Regions from separate parts of the Mus musculus genome. Here region 1 is linked to region 2. A link is a contact called in public HiChIP or PLAC-seq data. All regions are on one chromosome and are shown on one strand. The core of a region is the stretch at or near the end of the contact, and the rest is flanking DNA. Distances in the headings are between cores, read along the strand shown.

Evidence for each region. HiChIP or PLAC-seq counts read pairs in DNA pulled down with a chosen protein or histone mark.
Region 1: a contact with region 2 is called in an H3K27ac HiChIP or PLAC-seq map of the HPC-7 cell line, with 7 times the contacts expected there. The contact joins two enhancer-like sites. A contact is called at or near these places in 1 of 15 datasets of contacts at CTCF or cohesin (the NIH/3T3 cell line), 5 of 484 Hi-C or Micro-C datasets (DN3 thymocytes, the Patski cell line, bone marrow-derived macrophages and 2 more) and 10 of 115 datasets of contacts at active chromatin or transcription factors (the HPC-7 cell line, acute myeloid leukemia, bone marrow-derived macrophages and 6 more).

Annotation. Positions count from the first base shown.
Region 1 is chr17:83,244,809-83,248,731 of GRCm38.p6, reverse strand. No RefSeq gene overlaps it. Among named protein-coding and RNA genes, the nearest start is that of Gm24240, 23 kb to the left of the region's middle. Within about 2 kb of position 2,416, at least 10 of the 459 cell types and tissues checked have an H3K27ac peak or open chromatin away from gene starts, as enhancers often do. A contact at or near this core is called in the HPC-7 cell line, where this site is marked.
Region 2 is chr17:83,055,403-83,059,852 of GRCm38.p6, reverse strand. The region is part of intron 2 of Gm19689 (predicted gene, 19689); the gene reads left to right. Among named protein-coding and RNA genes, the nearest start is that of Gm19689, 21 kb to the left of the region's middle. Within about 2 kb of position 1,807, at least 19 of the 459 cell types and tissues checked have an H3K27ac peak or open chromatin away from gene starts, as enhancers often do. A contact at or near this core is called in the HPC-7 cell line, where this site is marked.

The sequences.
Region 1 (3,923 bases), core at 1,167-3,666, 190 kb before region 2:
AAACTTAATCCAGTCATTTCAGGTAGGTTTTAAGGCAGAACAATGGGAACCTAATGGAGTTTGGATGAGACTATCTTAAATCTTCTTTAAATGACAAAGAGCAGCACGGGGCTCCTGGAGGAGGAGGGGTTGGGACAGGAACTCAATCAGAGCCAGTGGGAAGACCAGAGGCAACAGGGTCAGAGCCAAGGCTCAAGGATCAATAAAGGCCAGGCCAGGAGCATGCAGGAATTGATGGGTGATTTACTGATCTGTCCTTTCAGGTGCTCTGCTCGCCATGACTGGCTTTAGGTGGGCAATTCTAGTTTCAATTGAGAAAGAGGATGGGATGCATAATTCAACTTAAGCACACACACACACACACACACACACACACACACACACACACACAGACACGCACGCAAGTTCAGTGCTTGCTCTGCTCACTATGAGGCATAGGAGCAGGACACAAACACAATCACAGACACAAACCCATCAGGACCCAATGCGATGTGTGGAACAGTAGAAGAAAAGACTCCCAGGGCATTGCCAAGGAGAGAGGACATATCTGCTCACTCTAACCAAGAGCAGGCTTGGTGACGAGGCCACCCAAGTCAAGGCTGGGTTTTAAGAATGAGTAGAAGGAATGTGTATGTCTTCATTCCAGTTAAAGTAGGTCTGTGTTATGACTGAGACGAGTCCTTTCAGCTGCTGGTCTTTATGGGGCTTGGAGATTCCTTTCAGGAGGTGCCTGGGAGTTGGAGATGGTGCTGTGAGGTTTGAGGGTCTTGCCCACCTTCTTTTTAATAAGGATTTTGGTATCTTTCGACATTGTGGGGGTGGGGGCTGGATGAGGAGAGGACCGTTTGGCTCTCAAGGTGGTTGTGAATAAAGGAGGTGCTAATGAGCCCACCAGGAAAGACCGCTGGTGGGGTCGGGTCGCTGTTGAGAGATGGAGGTGTGACCTTCTCAGAGGCTCATGGTCAGCATGCTCAATGTGTGAGCCTCACTCTCACATCCAGGACTGTCCCTGGACCCACCAGCTCTCTGCTACCATCCCCCCTTCTTTCTCCTCCTCCCTGTATCATTTCGGAGGACTTATTGTTGTTTATTGTTAGGGGTATAGAGGATGGGTGGAGAAGAGCCCTATTCACCCCCACCCCCACTTCGCTAAATGCCTCTCATAAATACTTTTTAATCTTGTACAGACATCAAAGTGTGTCTTCTTTTTCTCCCTATCACATCTCTTCCTGGAGGCAGAGGACATCCAGCAGTCTGGCTGCCTCACTAAGGGGAGGGATGGCGATCAAGAAGACAGATGCAAACCCCTGGGGGGGGAAAAAGTCAGTCATTATCTCAAAACGGCTTCCTGTGGCATTAGAGAGGTTGGCCTTGAGACCTCTGTCCAATGGTGGTGGCTGCACATGCGACTTGCAAGAGAAGTGCTGAGTGTGACCGACTTAGGGATTTTTCTAACAACCATGTAAGGGATGTCCAGCTAGTTGTATGGGTGCTTGGATCCAAATTCTAGCCCTCACAGTTGCTCAGAAAGTACTCTTAACCTTTGAGCCATCTCTCTAGCTTCGTTCTTCTTCCTTGTTCTCGTCCCTGTCCTCCTCTTCCTCTTTTTCCTCCCCCTCTTCCTCCTCCTCTTCTTTCTCTTCTTCCTCCTTCCCTCCCTCCTCCTTCTTCTTGGAGATCTCTCATAACCCAGTCTGACCTTGACCTTGCTCTGTAATGGAGACAACCTTGAATTTTCTGATCCTCCTACTCCCCCAAGTGCTAGGATCACAAGCATCCGCTACTATGCCTGGTTTTATGTGGTATCTGGAATTGAACTCAGAGCTTTATGCATATTAGGCAAGTATTTTATCAGCTGAGCTGCATCCCAAGCCCTCAAGCCCGTTTTTTGATCAATGAAACCTTATCTGGAGTCCTAGGTGCTCTCAACCTTTGCCATCTTCCTGTTGCTTAATCCCATGGATTCGTCTTTTCAGGGCTTCTTCCCACACCATGTGTGTCAGGGGTGCGCTGTAGACAGGAGATGTGAGTGTGGCCAGTAACTGGGAACGGAATTCACAGGAAGTCCAAGGACTTTGGGGAGGAAGAGGGTGAGAAGAGACTCTGGGTGGGGGTGGGGGGCTGTGAAGAGCTGCCAAGTAGAGAGAAGGGCTGATGAAAGTCTAGTAATCTTTCATCTTCAGAACTTCTCATTTGAAGCATGAAATTTAATCAGATGTTTAAAGATCCTGCAGGAACACACGAACCGCACAAGCCCAGAGGACGGGCTCGGTGGGCAGGTGCCGTATCTGTCTTATGACTGCAGTGAAGACAGATATTGGAACTGGCTGTGAGACTGGGTTTGGAACCCTGTTAGGGTTGCCCTGGGTAAACAGGCCCTGGGGGGAAATTGCTTTTCATTTCCTGAGATAGGAAAGGAAGGAACGGGGTGGGAGGAAGTGGTTGTGAATCTCTGGAGACAGGAGTATCCGCATCCTCATTAGCTAAGGAGACGGCAGGTTGAAACCAGATGGCAAATATTTAATCACAAAGAGCATCTGTCAGAGAGAGGGACAGGGAGAGAGGGAGACAGGGAGAGAGGGAGAGGGAGGGGGAGGGGGAGAGGGAGAGAGAAGAGAGAGAGGGAGGGAGAGAGCAAGAGTGAGAAAGAGCGAGAGCGAGAGAGAGTGAGAAAGAGTGAGAGAGAGAGTGAGAGCGAGAGCGAGAGTATCAGAACTGTCAGTCCAACTATCAGCTTCCTTGAGCTCCTACTGTGTGCTCAGCCAGCATCCAGCAGTCTCATAGTGTGTATTTCAGGGCCTTCATATTACAGGCTAAATGAGTGTCATTTCTCAGAGCATGTCCCAGGAAACTATTGTTGCACAGAAAACTCTCACAAGAGCTTTACACTCAAGACAAACTCCTTTTCCGTTATGCTTCTGTGAGATGACAGTCTCAGTCAGGTGGGTTTTTGTTGTTGTTGTTGTTGTTGTTGTTGTTGTTGTTGTTGTGTCTTTTATCTGGTTTCAGTCCCTATGTCAGAGGGGTGCAGGGATATGAGGGCCCCAAGGGGCTAGCTGATCACCGTGGCTCACTCACAAGACCGGAAGTTGATGCTGGCTGTCCATTTGGGGCTCCTCTAGGGCTGTTCACTTTCCCAAGGTTTTGTTTTATTTATTTATTTGTTCATTTGTTTATGTATGTATGTGTGTGTATGTATGTATGTATGTATGTATGTATGTATGTATTTATTGCCCAAGGTTTTTCACAGTGGGCTGGCTGGGTTCTTGGCAGAACTGTTCTAAGAGCAAGCATGCCACTATGTCCAGGCACAACGTGTAAGCCTTCTTGTGGACTAACCTTGGAGGTACAAGGACATCAATTCCAGCACAAAGGGAAAGGAATGAAGCATTGCCTTTGAATGTGGGAATGTCATGTGGGCACAGCAGGCTAAGGAATCGATGGTGGCAGTTTTTGAGACAAATTAACATATTGATTATTTGGGTCCATGGCATGCTCCTTGGGTAGGTGGTCTATTGAGTTGCATGGGGTTCCATACTTAGGAAGGTCTTGTGCTTCTTAGTTTAATGCTCTACTACTACTGTCTTTAAACTGTTAACAAATTTCTGGGGTGGGGAATATAGCTTAGTGGGTAGAGTGCTTGGCTAGCATGCACGAAACTCCAGATTCAGTCTCCACCACTGTATAAACCCCATGGGGGCAGAAGCCTGTAGTTCTAGCACAGAGGGCAGAGGAGGCAGGAGGACCAAAAGTGAAGGCCATCCTTGGTTACATAGCAAGTTTGAACATTAGCTTCCTCCCTCCTTGCCTCCCTCCTTCCATCTATCCATCCCTCTCTTCCTTCTACATATTCTCCCTCCCTCCCTCCCTCCCTCTCTCCCCCCTCCCTCTCTCCCTCCCTCCCTTCCTTCCTTCTCTATGTA
Region 2 (4,450 bases), core at 558-3,057:
GGGGACAGGATTGTTTTTTTGCTAAGGCATCTCTGCTTCCCCTCTTCCCAGGAAAATGAAGGTATGGGTGGCCTTTTTTTTAATTTTAAAAAGATTACTAATATTTAATTATGCATATGCATATGTGCCTGTGTGGGGGTATATACACAGGGAGTATATAAGTGTTTTGGTGCCAACAGAGGTCATAAGAAGGTGTTGGGTCCCCTGGAACTGGAGTTTGAGGAGGTTGTGGCACTCCAGGCTCTCTGATGTAGGGGCTGGAAACTGAACTCAGGTCCTCTGCAAGAACAGTGGGTACTGTATCGGATGAGCCTCTCCAGCCCCGTGTTTCCTTCTACAATTTTTAGCGATATGGGGAACATTACAGTGCTATAGTCTTCTCTACTGAGGATTCTGTGAAGGATGATCTCATCTGGTTATAGAAACCCCTGCTTTTCATTACCTTCAACTTGCAAAGTTTCCTACAGAGGCCATGAGTTTAGTAAAAACTATAACCACAGAAGACTGTCCACAAGGTAAATTGTACACTAGCCCTTTTCACATTTTGTGGTCCAATCCTTTAATTTACTGTACATCTGATCTGCTAGTTTGTGACATGTGCCTAAGACAGACTGAGGAAAACTCAACTCTGAGAAGCACTTTGTGTCTGAGGATGGTGAAATCTGGGGCTGACCGTGGCTCTGCACAGGGAGCTGGGCTGCTTTGTTCAAACCCTAGCTAATATCTAAGGGTCCATTGGTCCCATTCAATGGCTGTCTTCTTTCACATCATGGAAGAATGCAGAATACCACCTTATCGTCGGCCCTGAACCAAAGACAGGGGGATAGATGGACAGTAACAATTGTGTATGTTGTTGAGTTGTTGAAAATATGCCCAGAACGCTCAACACAGGGCTGAGTTATTTAATTATAACTTTTACGAAACAAATACCATCATACTCATTTTATAGGGAAGGATATGGAATTTAGAGACAGTATTTCCGGGGGGTGTCACATAACTTCTAAATAGTAGTCACAGGGCACTCAAAGCCCAGGAGTTGCTTGCATTCTGTGCATTTTGCTGCCCCTGCCGATTAGGAAGATGTTGAAGAGTGCTTTTGATGGGAGAACTTTGCCCATGAGGCTGTGGAAATTTTGAAAAGACCAACATTAAGTAGTTCTGAAAAAGCTGATCTCAAGAATGGCTTTTGGACTGTGTTGGGAGAGGAATAATATATTAACATTTTGCTTGTTTGTTTGTTTTGTTTTGTTTTTCGAGACAGGGTTTCTCTGTGTAGCCCTGGCTGTCCTGGAACTCACTCTGTAGACCAGGCTGGCCTCAAACTCGGAAATCCGCCTGCCTCTGCCACCCAAGTGCTGGGACTAAAGGCGTGCACCACTGCCTGGCAATATATTGACATTTAAAAAAGAGCTTCCTGGCTATGACTGTCAGTTTCATTGAGCAAGTTTATCATTGTCTTTGTGAATGCTATTTGTAAAGACACTACATATCTGTCTGGATGGCATCATGCTGGACTAAGGTGATGTTTCTGGGCTTCAGTTTTCTTTTCAATGAGGAATTGAGACATTTTGGCCTCTAGTTAGTATTGCTTTTTTTTCCCCTTGGGTTTGTACATGCACCTATTCCTGGGAAACCCCTCCTGAAGGGTTGGTTGTGAGCCTTAACCTTTAACGGCTGGGCTGTCTTTCTAGCCTAAGGGAAACCCCTCCCCTCCTCGAGGCCCAGCAACCTGTCATGAGACCTTGGTCATCAGCTTCCTGCTTGTGAAATCGGTTTCCAGGAATCCAATCACAATGCCTGAAGATTTGCAGCTTCAGTCATCTGAGCCACTGGCCTCTGTGTAGAGAGGTACTGTTTGCACACAGCCTGAAACCTCACTCTCCTGGAATCTATAACCAGAGGCAGCAGTAAACCAAACCATCTTGTTTGATTAGAAGGAGCTCCTGCCTTCTCCAGGGAGAGCATGTGAAACAGGCATTCTTAAATGCTCTACATGGTGATGAAGTTGCTAAACCTAGTCCCCGTCTTACTGAGCAGAGCTGGGATGGACCTCAAAAGGAACTGCTACTAGAGGTGCCATTCTAGGCACACATTTTCCTGGGGAAATCTTGTCAAGGAAAAGCCCACCAGATGAAGCTCCTGAATCCTACAGTGACCAGGAGCCAGAAGGATATGTTTGGCTGGGTATGTTTACATGAATGGGAATCTATTGACTGGTTTTGTGTGTCAACTTGACACAGGCTGGAGTTATCACAGAGAAAAGAGCTTCCGTTGGGGAAGTGCCTCCATGAGATCCAGCTGTGGGGCATTTTCTCAGTTGGTAATCAAGGTGTAGAGGGCCCATTGTGGGTGGTGTCATCCCTGGGCTAGTAGTCTCGGGTTCTATAAGAGAGCGAGCTGAGTAAGCCAGGGGAAGCAAGACAGTAAGTAATATCCCTCCATGGCCTCTGCATCAGCTACTGACTCAACATAATCCATGGGTCCCTCTCTCTAAAAATATAGTTTGTTGGCACATCCATCCATGCAAATCTATCATCCATCCATCCACTCATTATTTTGGCTACTTTTGTGCTACCCAGACTTGGTGAGGAGTTACAACACACATCACACAGTGTACAAAGACTGAAATATTAAAATGTATAAGAAAAATTGACTTAGAGGAAAGAAGATGTTGTTCCAATTCTTGGAGCCACAGCTTTGGGTGCATAGCTACTTTTATTATCTACCTTTCAAAGTCTTAATTTCTTAAGACACACATGTTGATTTAGGCCTGCGATCACAGCATTTAGGAGACAGAGCCTCAGGGATTACTGCGATTAAAGGCTGTCCTGGGCTATACACACACAGACAGATGATAGATAGATAGATAGATAGATAGATAGATACATACATACATACATACATACATACATATGTACATACATACGTATATACATAGACAGATGATAGATACATAGATAGATGATACATAGATGATAGATAGATAGATAGATAGATAGATAGATAGATAGATAGATGATAGATAGAACATGATCAAAACACAGAAACACAGAATCTAAATTTCTCACCTGAGAACTGGGAGCCTGTCGTACACATGTCAGTCCATCACCTAACTCATCTGGTCAACGAAGGATTTTGAGATGAGTGTGAGAATGCACAGCTAGTGTGAATGAGAAGCACCAGGGCTCTTTGCTAAGTACTCAGAAGGGGCACCGAAGGACTGCGTGGGGACTTCTAGGAAAGATGGGGTTCTCAGCAACAGGAAAGGATAACGGGTGCAAATGATTAAGGTGCTGTGTATACACATGTAAACCTGTCACAGAAAAAAAAAGTTCTTTCCCTTGGTCGAGGTCAAAAGGAAATAAATAATAACGGCTGTAAAAAGCCCGTGTATGGTTGTATTTGTGTCAGCTAATATATAGTTTTGAGACAAGTTAAGCTGGGTTATCAAAACGAACAGGAAAGGCACAACAGTCACAGCCATCTTGAGAGGAGGTTGAAGCCATTTGTAAGTGTGGGGTTCAGTGCGTGTGGTGCAGACATGAGTCTGGGTGGGGGGAGTTTTACCTACCAGGAGCTTTGGCACAGAGCTCATAGAAGAAAAAGGGTGACCTTGGGCCGTACTGCACTGGATACCTTTATCCGGATGATTGCTCCTTGTTTAGCTGAAAAGCAAGCCTTGCTGGGTGTCTTGCTGTTTTATTTGCTACACCATTTTGCTAGGGTGACGTACCATAGCACCCTTGATCACATAGGGTGGCCATATTTTAGATCCTGAAATGAAAGCTTAAGCAGCGTTAAATCAGGATAAAAGATAGATAGAACACATCTGATGGAGGAGTTCTAGAAAGATCTTCAAGAGTTATCCTGCTCTGTCCTTTCCCAAGCCTGGCTTTGTTTGAGTTCTGGACTGTGCCCTTCTCCCCTCCCTTTCCCCCCTTCTGCCCTCCCTTCTGCCCTCCCTTTCCCCCCTTCTGCCCTCCCTTCTCCCCTCCCTCCCCTTCCATCCTTCCCACCCAGTTCTTTTCTTTCTCTCGTTCCTTTTTTTTTTATTCTGATGCTCAAACCCAGGGCCTTGCACACATATTGTGTAGGCACACACATTGTGTAGGCACACACATTGTGTAGGCACATAGGTTGTATAGCAATTTACTTTGACCTGGCATCCTCTCAGAGGGAAGGGGAGGCTCCTGAGACACAGGGAGCTCACAAAGCTGAAATTGCTCGTGAATTTCCTCTCCGAGGCTACAAAAGCAAGTCAGTAGTTTCTTGGGGGAGAGGAAACTCTCTTCAGAGTTGTCTGTGAGTTGTGTAGGGAACCCAAGGGTTGCAGCTTTCATGAGTCTTCAATGAAACTAGGGTGTGCTTTCTGGTGACACAGATTCACGCTCCATTCATAAATAACTACAATAGACCTATTGATTTTTTTTCCAAGGTGGATGGAGTCATT